3 separate regions of the Zea mays genome follow, and all the other regions are linked to region 3. The links are chromatin contacts, called in public Hi-C maps. All regions are on one chromosome and are shown on one strand. The core of a region is the stretch at or near the end of the contact, and the rest is flanking DNA. Distances in the headings are between cores, read along the strand shown.

Evidence for each region. Hi-C and Micro-C count contacts between places; a contact is called where the count stands out from the background.
Region 1: a contact with region 3 is called in a Hi-C map of leaf, with 6 times the contacts expected there. The contact joins the promoter of LOC100383536 here to the enhancer-like site in region 3. A contact is called at or near these places in 3 of 25 Hi-C or Micro-C datasets (bundle sheath, ear and leaf) and 1 of 3 datasets of contacts at active chromatin or transcription factors (leaf).
Region 2: a contact with region 3 is called in a Hi-C map of leaf, with 7 times the contacts expected there. The contact joins two enhancer-like sites. A contact is called at or near these places in 1 of 25 Hi-C or Micro-C datasets (leaf) and 1 of 3 datasets of contacts at active chromatin or transcription factors (leaf).

Annotation. Positions count from the first base shown.
Region 1 is chr5:89,831,166-89,835,272 of Zm-B73-REFERENCE-NAM-5.0, reverse strand. It overlaps LOC100383536 (putative STRUBBELIG family receptor protein kinase), which reads left to right and starts at 1,559. Exons shown (of 17, transcript NM_001176184.2): 1 at 1,559-1,974. The coding sequence starts at 1,854.
Region 2 is chr5:89,809,703-89,814,116 of Zm-B73-REFERENCE-NAM-5.0, reverse strand. LOC100383536 (putative STRUBBELIG family receptor protein kinase) reads left to right here. Exons shown (of 17, transcript NM_001176184.2): 15 at 39-178; 16 at 289-445; 17 at 987-1,753. The coding sequence ends at 1,073. Among protein-coding and RNA genes, the nearest start is that of LOC100383536, 22 kb to the left of the region's middle. Within about 2 kb of position 2,411, at least 16 of the 20 cell types and tissues checked have an H3K27ac peak or open chromatin away from gene starts, as enhancers often do. A contact at or near this core is called in leaf, where this site is marked.
Region 3 is chr5:90,020,722-90,024,930 of Zm-B73-REFERENCE-NAM-5.0, reverse strand. No RefSeq gene overlaps it. Among protein-coding and RNA genes, the nearest start is that of LOC100278031, 51 kb to the right of the region's middle. Within about 2 kb of position 1,315, at least 20 of the 20 cell types and tissues checked have an H3K27ac peak or open chromatin away from gene starts, as enhancers often do. A contact at or near this core is called in bundle sheath, ear and leaf, where this site is marked.

The DNA.
Region 1 (4,107 bases), core at 310-2,809, 190 kb after region 3:
GTTTAAAATTTATTGAATTATATAATTTAGACAAATTATAATCTCAAACAACCACCCTCTTAGTCCCAGCAATTTAGTATTTTAGTTGTACATCAAATATACTCAACGGGATCAGGAAGAAAAAAATGTGCAATGCTACCAATGTACGTACTCCCTCTCTCCCCTATCTAGAAAACAATGGAAAACTCGCTTTCTAAACAGCAAACGACTCATGGGTAGTGAGTTCGGGGTATTTCGGGTACCGGAGGATGGTAGCCGAATTATCTAAATTAATTTGGGTTTTTAAAGTTGTTATCTGAAATTCTTAAATAAAAATCGGGTTCGGATAATTTAGGTTTAGGTAGCGGATTACGGTTTTTTTGCCCCCTACTCTTTTAAACTAAGGAGAGTGTGAGGGGCATTCAGCCAGAGTTCTTCCTTTCTCTCGTTCTCACACTTCTCTTTATAACACGCTTCCAAGAGCAATACAACGATCAACACTACACTGGACGTAGGGTGCGAGTCTAAACCAGTATAATCCTCTCTAGTCACTTAATTCATCACTCGGTGTGAGTCCACGCTAGCCTCCTCCACCGAACATAAATTATATTGTTTCTCCGATTTCTAAAACCACGGCAATATTTAATTGCTTATAGCTGAATTATTATTTAAAAGTGTACACTAATTTAAAACCCGTGAGTGATTCGAAATCCACCTAAACCCGACAGGTTCGGTGAGAGTTTGGAATTGCACTCGTAGATATGATTATAGGTGGGTTTAAGGGTGCGTTTGGTTGCGGGACAGCCAGGACAGAGACGTCCCCTGACGTCCTCTCTTATTCCTCTAATTTTGAGAGATAACTGTGGACAACACTTGGATAGTCCTGTCCCAGCCACTGACCCTAAACCAAACAACCTTATTTGAGGGATCATCTGGTTCCATCCATTCTGTCAATGCAACCAAACACACCCTAAATAAACTCACAAGTATGATCGTGAGCGGGTTTTTAGTTCAGCTGACCCGTTTCCATCCCGTTGATACGATGACAAGATAAAAAAAACTCGTTCGTTGGATAAAGTGAGCAAGGGAAAGAAAGGCGTTACAGTTGGCGCTTTTCTTTGGTGCACAAAGGAAAGAATATGACTGCGGGAGATAACTGAGGGAGTGGCTGCAGGTACTTTTGTACTGGTGTAATAGACCCTATTTTAAATAGATTAGAACTACTTGTTATCTATGACTTAAAAATATCTAGCTAAAAATTAGTGAACTACTTGAGTAGTTGTTAGCTCTTAATAGTTGAGTTCATACTGGTTGTTAGCTATTAATAGCTGAGTTCTATGAACTAATAAACTATTACTCCAGTTGTTTAGGACTTCAAGTAAACTTTTTAGTAAAATTTGATTAACTAGTTGGGTACATTTGTCGTAAAAAAAGCTTTCCCTCCACTGCTTTCCTCACCACCGCTCACCTCACCAGTCAGCACTCCCACACAGTACCCACCCTTTCTCTCTCCATCTTTTCACGCCCGTTGCTTGCTCCCCCACGCTTGACGCTCCCCCATCCCTCCTCCGCTGCCTTTCTCTCACTTCGCCGCCACTCCCAGTCTCTCTCTATCTCTCCACTCCTTACAGCTAGATTCTAGAAGCCAACAAAAACAGACGGGGGCAGAGCGTAAGGGGAGAATCGTGCTCCGGGAAAGCAAACCTCAGAGAATCCACCTCTCCCCCACCCTCTCTCTCTCTCTAGATCTACGCAAGCCGCCTCGGTATCCGCGATCGCCACCGCCCGCGGCGGCTGATGCGTCCGTGCTGCTGCGCGGAGGTGGCGCTGCGCTGTTAGCTGGCGCGAGAGTTCGTCCGGCCCCCGACCGAGTGATGGGGGCGGCGGGGGGCGGCCGGTGCGTCCGCCTCGGGGCGGCGCCGGTCCTCGTCCTGCTGCTGATCGCCGCTGCCACATTGCCGCGGCTGGCGCGCGCGGTCACCGACGCCGGCGACGGTAACCCACCCTGCTCTGCTCGCTTCTTGTCTCACTTCCTCCGCTTGATTGTAAGTTGGCAGTTTGCACGCACCAGCTGCCTGCACGGGCTGCCGACTGGTTCGTGGTCGCTTGCATGTTTGTCTGGTTGGGTTTCGCTGTTTGCGCGGTGAAGTGATGATTGGAGTTTACTGTTGCTGAGGGTGATGGAATTCGGATGCGTACTGACACTATAAATCAGATGATTTGATTTTGGTGGTGTAGTACTGTTGCACTGCGGATTAGGTGGGTGGGTGCTGAGAAATGTGAATTGAATTTTGCTGAGCTGGTTGATTCAGCCGTTTTGGTAGCGCGGGTTCACAGCGTACTGATTTCGTACCTGAGGGGTTGATGGAGGCGTTGAATTCGTGCTCGCATGCCTGCGGAAGCAACCAAAGTGATGGATGATACGCGGCAATCGGCTTGTGCTTTTCGGCCTTGGGATTGAGAGCGATGTTTATGGTCCTGGAAGGATTTGGTGGCATCGGCTTCCTGTGTTATGAATTTGTTGTCGTCATCCGTGGATAGCAACGGGGGAGGAGCGCGACTGCTTCCTAGAGATTCAGTGGCTGTTGAAAATAGTCAAGGACAAATAGATGTGTAGTGCAATTTTTTGAAGGCTGCCGTGGTACATTGGGAACTTTGATCTTGGTGGAGCACTTGAGCTTATAGTCTCATCAGACTCTCAGGAGTTGGTAAATGGTGTACACACAGGATGAGCTTAGAGTGGCAGAGAGCCGGATTTCTGGTGAATGGCAAAAGACCAAATGACTGCTTTCGCGGGCAATGCGCTCAGTACCTGTTTCAGACAGAGGTCTTGGCAGCAGAGAGTTGAGTTAATACAAAATGTAAATGACTAATGAGGATTAGTTCATGACAGTGTGCTCCATACATGTTATATACAGTTCTGAATTTTGTTAGAAGTAATTGGAACCTTTAACGAATAAAGCCCTTTGGTATGCATGTAGATTGCTTGATTAAGTATGGTTGCATACTGAGGCATTTGTTGTGTTTATTATGCCTCATCATCAATGTTTTCAAATTGCTCGATTAACCAACTCATCGACAAATCGGCCCTTGGACATCGATTAGGTGAAGCAATTCAATTAGTTTTCCTAGTCACTGGTTGCTTGACCAGATGACCAATCATTGACTAGCCACAACCAGTTGGTGCTTTCTAGTCGAACAATCAGCCTGTAGAAAGCAACTTGGGCTTCAGCAGGTCAGTTGGGTAGCATTCAAGGACCATACCACCACCTATATATACTAGCTGTATCGCATATCCTCTGGTTTTGACCTAGCTGCCAGCTGAATTGAGCCTGCGGTCAATGGTTGCTGGAAGTGAAAACACCAATGAAGATGATGAAAACAGCGAGGAGGATGCACTTATTGGTGGCGGACATGTGACCTGTTTGATTCAGCTTTTTCTGGCCAACTTTTATAAGAATCTGGCTATGAGAAAAATCTGAGTATCGTGGGGATCAATGTTTACAAGTCGGGCGACCAGCTGGTCGAGCGAGAGGCGCGACCAGGCGACTAATCGCGATTAGGGCGACGATTAGTCGACCTAATCGGTCCTGGTCGACCTCTGGTCGTCCGTTAGTCGTCCTATAGATTTAAGGACATATGTATATGTATATAACTATATATTAACTATATAAACACTGCATTTCTGCAATAATATAGGCATAATTAGTAGCAAACTAGTAGTAATTCAATAAAAGTGTAAAACTGAATCCATCCAAAGTCCAAATTTCAAACTGAAAGTAATATTGGCATAATTACTTGCAGTAATTCAGTAAAAAGTACTGCATTACCTGCTGGCTGCTACTGGCTGCTACCTAGAGCAGATCAGCATCCAAACAAAATGCATCAGCAGCAGCACAGATGCCGGAGCACTGGAGTACTGGACGCCGCTGGACGGCTGGAGCACTTGGAGGCTGGAGCAGAGACGTCGGCAGAAACCAGAGAGGACAGAGGAGAGGAGTAGGGTTTTTGGCGGCTGGGAGGGGTACTGGCGGGTTTCTGGCGGCTGGGAGCGTTTTTGGAGGGGCGGGCTACTGTAGATGGGCCAAAAACCTGAGTGAAGCCCAGTACCAAAATTGCAACGACAAA
Region 2 (4,414 bases), core at 1,162-3,661, 210 kb after region 3:
CGTAAAACTTTTTATAATAGTATTCCCTTTTATCTCAGCTATCAGGCCGTATGAGAGCTCTACTCAATTATGAAGCACCTGAAATCCATGAATCTGAGCCTTTTACTCGTCAAAGCGACGTATATAGTTTGGGTGTGGTGATGCTAGAACTTCTTACTGGTCGTAAGCCATATGACAGGTCAGAGATCCATTGCAATATGCATGTTGAACAAGAGCCTTTTGCAATTATTTGAATCACTTCTCTCCTAAAAATTCATTTTTAGTACTTCTTTATGTTGGAATATGCAGTTCTCGTCCACGTGATGAACAACATCTTGTTCGATGGGCTAATTCTCAGCTTCATGACATGGAGTCCCTGTCAAAGATGGTTGATCCTTCTATCCGAGGAGAGTGTTCTGTGATACTGTTGTCACGTTTTGCAGACATCATCAGTCAGTGTATTCAGGTAATTCTAAGCTTCTTAAGCTTACATGCTCTGTTTATTCCCTACCTCTCTACAGTTAGAGCACAGCCATCATAAGCATTCTGGTTAACTTGCAGGAGTTTACTCATATTAGAATTAATCATATGTGAAGGTCACATGTTTCATGTTATAATAACCCTTGTGTTGTGTTAATACTTTAATTATACAGCATTAGTAGCTTTTGTTTGTTTCAGTTAGCTGCCAACTATGTCCTGTAGAAATAGATCTTTGTTTACAACAGCTTATCAACACAAGCATAGTCTGCTCACCTGAGTTCCAGCCTTTCCAGCGTGTTGAGTGTCTGCTTCTCTCCTCCCCTGCTGGAAGTCCAAGATTTCAGACATCTAAGTTATTCTATTGCATGTATATGTTTCGTAGTTCTTTTTAAACATCCGGTCATGTTCAGATCATCGAATGAAGTATTTGTATTTGTTTTTATTTTTCTATTCAATATTGCATTCTGGTTAGCGCTCTTTTCTAAAAATACCAAGATGCATTCAAGGTTCACACTTTTATTATGCAGCCGGGACCAGAATTCAGGCCAGCAATGTCTCAAATCGTCCAAGACCTAGCTAGGATTGTAGGTGCTAGTGGTGCGGTATCAGAGTGACAGATAAAGGGGGAACAGTAAACATCTAGCTTGACTGTATGCACTTGTGGAGACGCCAGAACGTTTGTTTCCTTTATCTAAAAAAAAGGTAAAACATCTAGCCTCAGTCGTGTGGCCAGTGAAGATTCATACATCCTCAGCGCAGTGCCAGGGGCACTCTCAGTATTTATGTTGGACGATATTGCGGCTAGTGTACATGCCATTTTGGAGCCCCATTTGCTTCTGGAAAGGTGTAGTGGTACTGTGGTAGTATGGCACAACCAGTGAGATATGGCTTCTCATTGTTGCTAGCAGATATTCCTGAGCTCCTCTAGACATGATAATTTCACCTGCAGGCAGTGTATCTCTTGTAACTAATTCCAATTTTTTATTACTTTATTATTACATTATAGCTAGTTATGTCAAATATGGTGCTTTTAGCTTGTCTTGAGACCTATGTTTCTCCTGGGAAAAGAACTGGCTTGCTGATTCTTTGCAGAGGCAAAGCAACCTTTTTCTGACCTGTACATGAAGATTCTCCTCCTTGAAGCGAAAGCACCTCTGCTAGGTATGCGTGGTGTGCTTGGTTCCTGACTTTTCTTCGTGTGGTTTCTTCAAGATGTAGAATAAGTTATGACAGTGTTCAACTATGCTGATTGGGGATTAGATAAACTTTTGTATTGATCCGTTCTTAACTGATAGATGGCACCCTGTGGTTGATTGCAAGCTTGATCTGTCATGTTGCGTCTTGTAGCATGCACTGTCAGGTTCTGGATTTCTGGCTGTTGTCTGTTGAACACTTTTTTAGCTTATTTCTTCTTCGTTTCCCCAGGTTACACTGGTAACAGAAAACTCGATTCTAGTTACCACTGCCCAGGAGTATATTTTGGCTTACAGTTTTGTATGCTTGAACTGATAGTATCATCTTTTGCCTTTTGGGCTTTAAGCAGGGCAAATGCTTTGTATCACAAAATCTAGAAAGTTTGCCCTCCTTCCTATCTCGCTGGAGAAATATTTGGTGATATATGCTCTATGTGTAAGTGTCAACGACTGCTGCGCAATCAGGTCTAAGGTGCAAGCGCACCAAACGAGTATCCTAGTCCGCAAGATTATGATCCAACCGTAGATATGTAGATATGACATATGGTTAGATCGTGATCTAACGGACTAGGGGAGTTGCGAGCCGCAGCTGTTTATAGAGAGCAGTTTATCATGCCATGAGGAGCAGTTTACCATGCCATGAGGATGGTCGCAACTGGATGTGCAATGCACCGAACAGTTTTGCCTTGTACTTGTACCCCCACTGAATCTCAGGCAGGAAAACAGGAGTACTATCTATGCATTATGCATCTGCCTCTAGTGGTCCATCTATTTCCATCGGGATGCCTGCCTGACGTGGCCCCGTGGCCCGCCTGATTTAGATAAGCTGGTCCACACCCATCGCATCATCCTGTTGTTGGTGCTGGAACGAATCGCGATATATACATTGAACAATTAGTTCCCCATCGACCAAGTGGACTCACACCCACCCAAGTGGCAACCGCGACTAATGTCGTGAGAACATTCGAGACCAACGCAATTGTTGTGATCAACTGATCGTATGCATTTTCTGATCAGAGGCCACGGAATTTACAGTAAATCACATGATGCTACTCACATCTTGGTTTGCCAAATAGTGGGTGGGATCCTGACCCTGCATAACTTTGGAAAACGAAGGACTGTTGACATGAAGCAAACATTCGTTGTTGAAAGTGCAGTCATCCCTTTTGTGAGTTTTGGTGATTTGGATAACAACACATTTAAAGGTCTAACAAGTTTGCTAAGTGTTGAACAGAAAATTCAGTATGATGAACATACTTGAATAGTGTATAATGATCAGTGAATAAGGTTCAACACAAGGTCAAATAACCAGTGAGACAATGCAAATGGATATAATATGGTCTATATATTGGTTTGAATATATGGACAAGTCCCGAGAAATCACTATGCATAAATATGATCATAATAGAGGTTGAAGTGATTAAGAGGATTGGTTAAGCCAAAGTGAATAAGATATGAGGAATCGTGAATTGACTTGACCATATTACTATTAGTACATATATGAATATATGAGAATCAAACTAGAGTTTGATTGATCTTAGCAGTTATATCTAGATGACATTCAAGCAAGGTTCACAATATTGAAGAAATGATTCTCTCAATGGATGCTCAATAGGATGTGACTCAAGAATGACTTGATAGGGTGAAGATAGCAAGGAAAGGGCTTCGAGGAACTAAGCGAAGGTGAAGGCCAGGCGACGGCTTGTAGACCGAGGTACCATGACTAAGGTGAAGAAGAGAGTACTTGCACTAAGTCGATGAACTAATTAGCTATAAAGAGTTACAACATGTTGATGCATCAGTAAGGTGACTTGAAGCCATGATTTGAACTCATATATGGTGAAATGGCACAAGTCACATGCTCGATTTGTGTTTGCTTCAAAAGGTGAGACAAAGATGTTTGTGATCCTTATGAAGCAACACCATGGAGAAACCACATTTGAGACACCAATGACTCAAGGAGTTTACTTAATTATATTTTATTTAACTTGAGTATAGAAATCGTCGTACTATCAATGGGGATCCATAAAGAAGGTTGGTGTTGGTACTAAAGCTCAAAATCCTTGATCTAAAACTTCCATTTTACTCTTGTTTCACTTTAGTTTTCTCAAAATCTGTGCAACAATTTCAAAAATCAATTCAACCAGAATTAAAACCGGTTCAACCAGTTTCTGCACTGTTCCCCTCTGTCACTGCCAGTCTGCCAGTCAGTCCTGTCAGGAAAAGTCGTGTGCAGATTTTTGGAAAACGGTTCAACCGAATTTTGGCCCGGTTCAACCGAACTTTGGCCCGGCTCAACTGGGATTTGCAACCGGTTCAACCGAATTTTGGTCTGGCTCAACCGAATTCGAGTCCGGTCCAGTCTCCGGCTGAGTTCGCCAGTGAACCGAAAACCCCCTGATGGAATTTGGTTCAACCGGTTTTAGAACCGGTTCAACCGTTTTTCAGTCAGATTTCCCCAACGGCCACCAGCTTTTGGGGGCACCTTTATATACACCTCCCACACTCTTCCCCATATAAGAGCACGCACAAAACTTCATTCCCAATCTGAGAAACACCTCCCACTCTCTCTCACACACCTCTTGCCTCTCCCATTTCAAATCTTTGGAGAGAAATCTTTGAGTGAGATTGAAGAGCTGTGATTTTGGTGCTTCATCTCTAAATCCTTCTTGCGCTTCTTGATTCGAGCTTTGGTACTACATCGAGTTCTTTGTGGATTCATTACTCTTGGAGCTTCTAGCTCCTAGACGACTAGGTGTCTC
Region 3 (4,209 bases), core at 66-2,565:
TATAATTGATAAGAATAATTGAATAAAGTGTTAGCTGGTTTTAGCCGGTGTGAGGTAGCTAGAAACTAATGAATATTTGAGATATAACTAATTATAAGTTGCAACGACGTTTGGATACACATAACTAATATTAGTAAGTAACTATTGACTTTAGTCCATTCAAAACACCTCTCTATGAGGTCACTGTTGTATACAAGCTCAAATGGACGATTTCTAAAATTTTCCAGCTTAGCAGTCTTTCTATCTGCTATATAAGGTGTAATCATTTCGTCATCTCTACTGTTTCAGTTGAGAACGCATTATTCACAAATCCCCTCCATTAGCTGTAGTTCTAGGTTAAATGTTTTACGTAATCCATTTCGTAGATTCCATAAGTAATTAATTCGAAATCATATGTATCACATTGCAAATTTTAGTTTTTGCAGAATGCCTTAACCAATCGCTGACGCAACGTTCCAGATTAACAGATGTGAATCACGTTTCTCAGATCCGTTACATTTCATTAACTGTTTCAGTTGCAAAAACAAAAGAAAAAACTGATGCGACACAGAGGAACCGAACCGCCGAACAAGAAATAGAAAAAGGAAACCGGATCGACAGATGATATAGCCATATGAAATTTGGACGAGGCAGAAACGTACATGACGCTTGATGCCCCTCGTCCAATCGTGTGTAGGCGTCTATCTGGGCACCTTGCAAAGGGCAAAAACCTCCATGGATCGCCGGAGGGCACCCGTTCGTCTAATGATGCCGTCCCAAGAACCAGATCCAAGAAACCAAAACAAAAAAACAAAACAAAAAACCAAAACAAACTCGGATTCCGAACGCAAAAGAGACGAAGCTACTTGGGCGAGGCGAGCTTGCGCCGAGGTGTGGCCAGGTATTGTGGCTTGGAACTAAAAGGAAGATGGATCTCCAAACAATCTTCTCCTGGCTTGGGCGTCACTCTGGGCTCCACGCGGCAGTCAGGACGCCATCGAACGGCGCCTGCTGTTGACTCATAATATAGAGCCGGGTTTGATTCAGACGAAAAAATTCAGAAAGCATACATCTTTGCAACTACTTCATACCGAAAAGAAAAACACAGATGGAAATTTCAAACGAACAAATCCAACAGATTTTCCACCGGACCGCGAATTTCCTCCCAGATTCAAAATCCGAAAGAGATGGAGAAAAGATAAGCGAGGAGAAATTCTGCGACGACGAGGCGGCGGTGGCCGGCGGGCGGCGCAGGCGGCTGGAGGTAGCGAGCACGGTGGATTTGGTTAGGGTTTATCAACCACCGCCCTTTTATAGCCGGCTGCCGCAGGGAGCTGCGCTGGCTGCTGGGTGAGCGCTGACTCTACTTGGGCGGTTGGGCCTCGCGTCACGAGCCGTTGGGCTTCAGGCCCAACGGCGTGGCAGGCAGCAGCCACAAAACTCACTGGATCCTCGTTTCGGCGACCTAGTCAAATTCCGTCGTTACTGATCTGATTTGACCGTTGCATGAGCACAAAGGAAACAAGATGAATTTGCGATGCAAAAAGAAAGGTTGGCAGGAACTTGGTCAGTTGCATGTACAAAGCACGACGAGTCGTTGGTGAGCTAAAAGGGCCTAAAGCTATGTACAACCGTTGTGGTTACTGACGCACTGGTGGCCAGTTTGGTACTTTGGTTTATGGATGTGGAAGAAATTAAAAGGTAGTGACAGGGCTACTGATTCTACGAAGAACCTTTTAAGGATCATGCGCTGGATGAAAAGGTACTTTTTGACTTGGTAGTCAATGTATAGTTACGCCATTGGTGGAGTCTAGGGAGATGGATAATCCGGCGGGTACACAACGTATTGATCTCTGTCACAAAACTAAAGTTAAAGTTTGATCTCTATCACATCGAATATTTGAATGATAATTACGATATCAAATATAATCTAATTATAAAACTAATTACACAGATAAAAACTAAAAGAAAAAATATTAAATCTTATTAAATGTATATTTAATATTCAAACATTGATATAACACGAACTGAACTTACTAAAAAGACCAAACACCCTTTTTGTCACCGAGGGTTAAAAAGAGAGTGCTAGCCACTACCACTGTCTACTATTGAGTCGTGGTCGCGGCGCAATTCCTTTGCTTCCTGTCACCGGTCCTCCAAGGCGGACCTAGAACAAAAATAAGAGTGAGAGCATTAAGAATGGCAATAGACTCTAAATTTTACACTATAAAATTAAAGGATAGAATTATGATCATGCTCTATTTATTTTCATTTTTGTACTAAAATTATTTTTGGGGCCTAAGAAATTGTGAATAAACATTTGGATCGTGATCCATTACCACACCTAGAGAGCACTCCTTGAGCATCTCTAAGAGAGAGTCTTAAAAATAGGTCCTAAATCTATACTTTTACTATATTAAAGCTGCAAGGGGTAGCCTGTCACCCCCTTGTTTTGCCTCCCATGGATCTATGACGTCTATATATAGCCATCAAATCAAGATTGTTCGTACGTGCACCTCAGCCCTCCACTTGTTTAATCTGCCAACAATCAATGTCCTCGTCTCCCAGTCCGAGCTGCTACCCGCTCCTTCCGACGCAACTGCCGACTCATCCGCCCTCCCACCCCATGTGCGCATCCGCTGCCAGCAGACTCATTCGTCAAGCTCATAGAATATCTAACAACTGTGCTACTAAAGTCTCTCCTTTTGAGCTTGTTTATGGATAGGAGGTTGTCTTGTATGTGGATATAAGTATAAATGTTGTTAAGTTTGCTAGTGAAAGGGAAATAGGGTCAAACCTTTTCCTATATAATTTTGGTGGTTGAATTGACCAACACAAACAATTGGACTAACTAGTTTGCTCTAGATTATATGTTATACAGGGGCCATAGGTTCAACAAAAACCAATAAAAAGATCTGAGTTAGGGTTCAAAAAGAAAGGAGCAAAAGAAACCGAAGGGTGCCCTGGTCTGGCGCACCGGACTGTCCGGTGTGCCACCGGACAGGGTGGATCAACTCGAACTCGCCACCTTCAGGTTTCTAGAAAAGCCACTCTGCTATAATTCACCGGACTGTCCGGTGTAGCACCTAAAAGTCGCCTAGAGGGGGGTGAATAGGCAAATCTGATATTTATAAACTTTAAGCACCACTACAAGCCGGGGTTAGCGTTAGAAATAAAAGTGAGTCCGAAAGAGAGGGGCGAAAACAAATCACAAGCAAATGAAGAGTGTGACACGGTGATTTGTTTTACGGAGGTTCGGTTCTTGCAAACCTACTCCCCGTTGAGGTGGTCACAAAGACCGGGTCTCTTTCAACCCTTTCCCTCTCTCAAACGGTCACCTAGACCGAGTGAGCTTTTCTCCTCAATCAATTGGGACACTTAGTCCCCACAAGGACCACCACACAATTGGTGTCTCTTGCTTTTATTACAAAGATGTTGAGAACAAGAAATGGGGAAGAAGAAAAGCGATCCAAGCGCAAGAGCTCAAGGAACACGGGCAAAACTCTCTCTTCTAGTCACTAATTGCTTTGAGTGGAATTGGGACTTGGAGAGGCTTTGATTCAATCTAATTGTGTCTTGTATTGAATGCACTAGCTCTTGTATTGAATGTGTTGGCTGAAAAACTTGGATGACTTGAAGTGTGGTGGTTGGGGTATTTATAGCCCCAACCACAAAAGTGGTCGTTGGGGAAGGTTGTTGTCGAAGGGCGCAACAGACAGTCCGGTGCGCCACCGGACACTGTCCGGTGCGCCAGCCACGTCACCCAACCGTTAGGGTTCGACCGTTGGAGCTCTGACATGTGGGGCCACCAGACAGTCTGGTGGTGCACCGGACAGGTACTGTTCACTGTCCGGTGCGCCTTCTGGCGCCTGCTCTGACTCTGCGCGCGCAGTCCGCACACTGTAGCGTTGTCAGCCGACCGTTGAACTCGACCGTTGCGCTGGCGACCGTTGCTCCGCTTGGCACACCGGACAGTCTGATGAATTATAGCGGAGTGGCTCCCCAGAAACCCGAAACTGAGCAGTTCAGAGTGGATCTCCCTGGTGCACCGGACACTGTCCGGTGCGCCAGACCAGGGCAGCCTTTGGTTGCTTTGCTCCTTTCTTTTTGAACCCTTTCTTTTAACTTTGTATTGGTTTATTGTGAACCTTTGGCACCTGTAGATGAGAGCACCTAGAGGGGGGGTGTGTAACGCCCTGAATTTGGGGGTAGATTTTTTTCTTCTTTTCT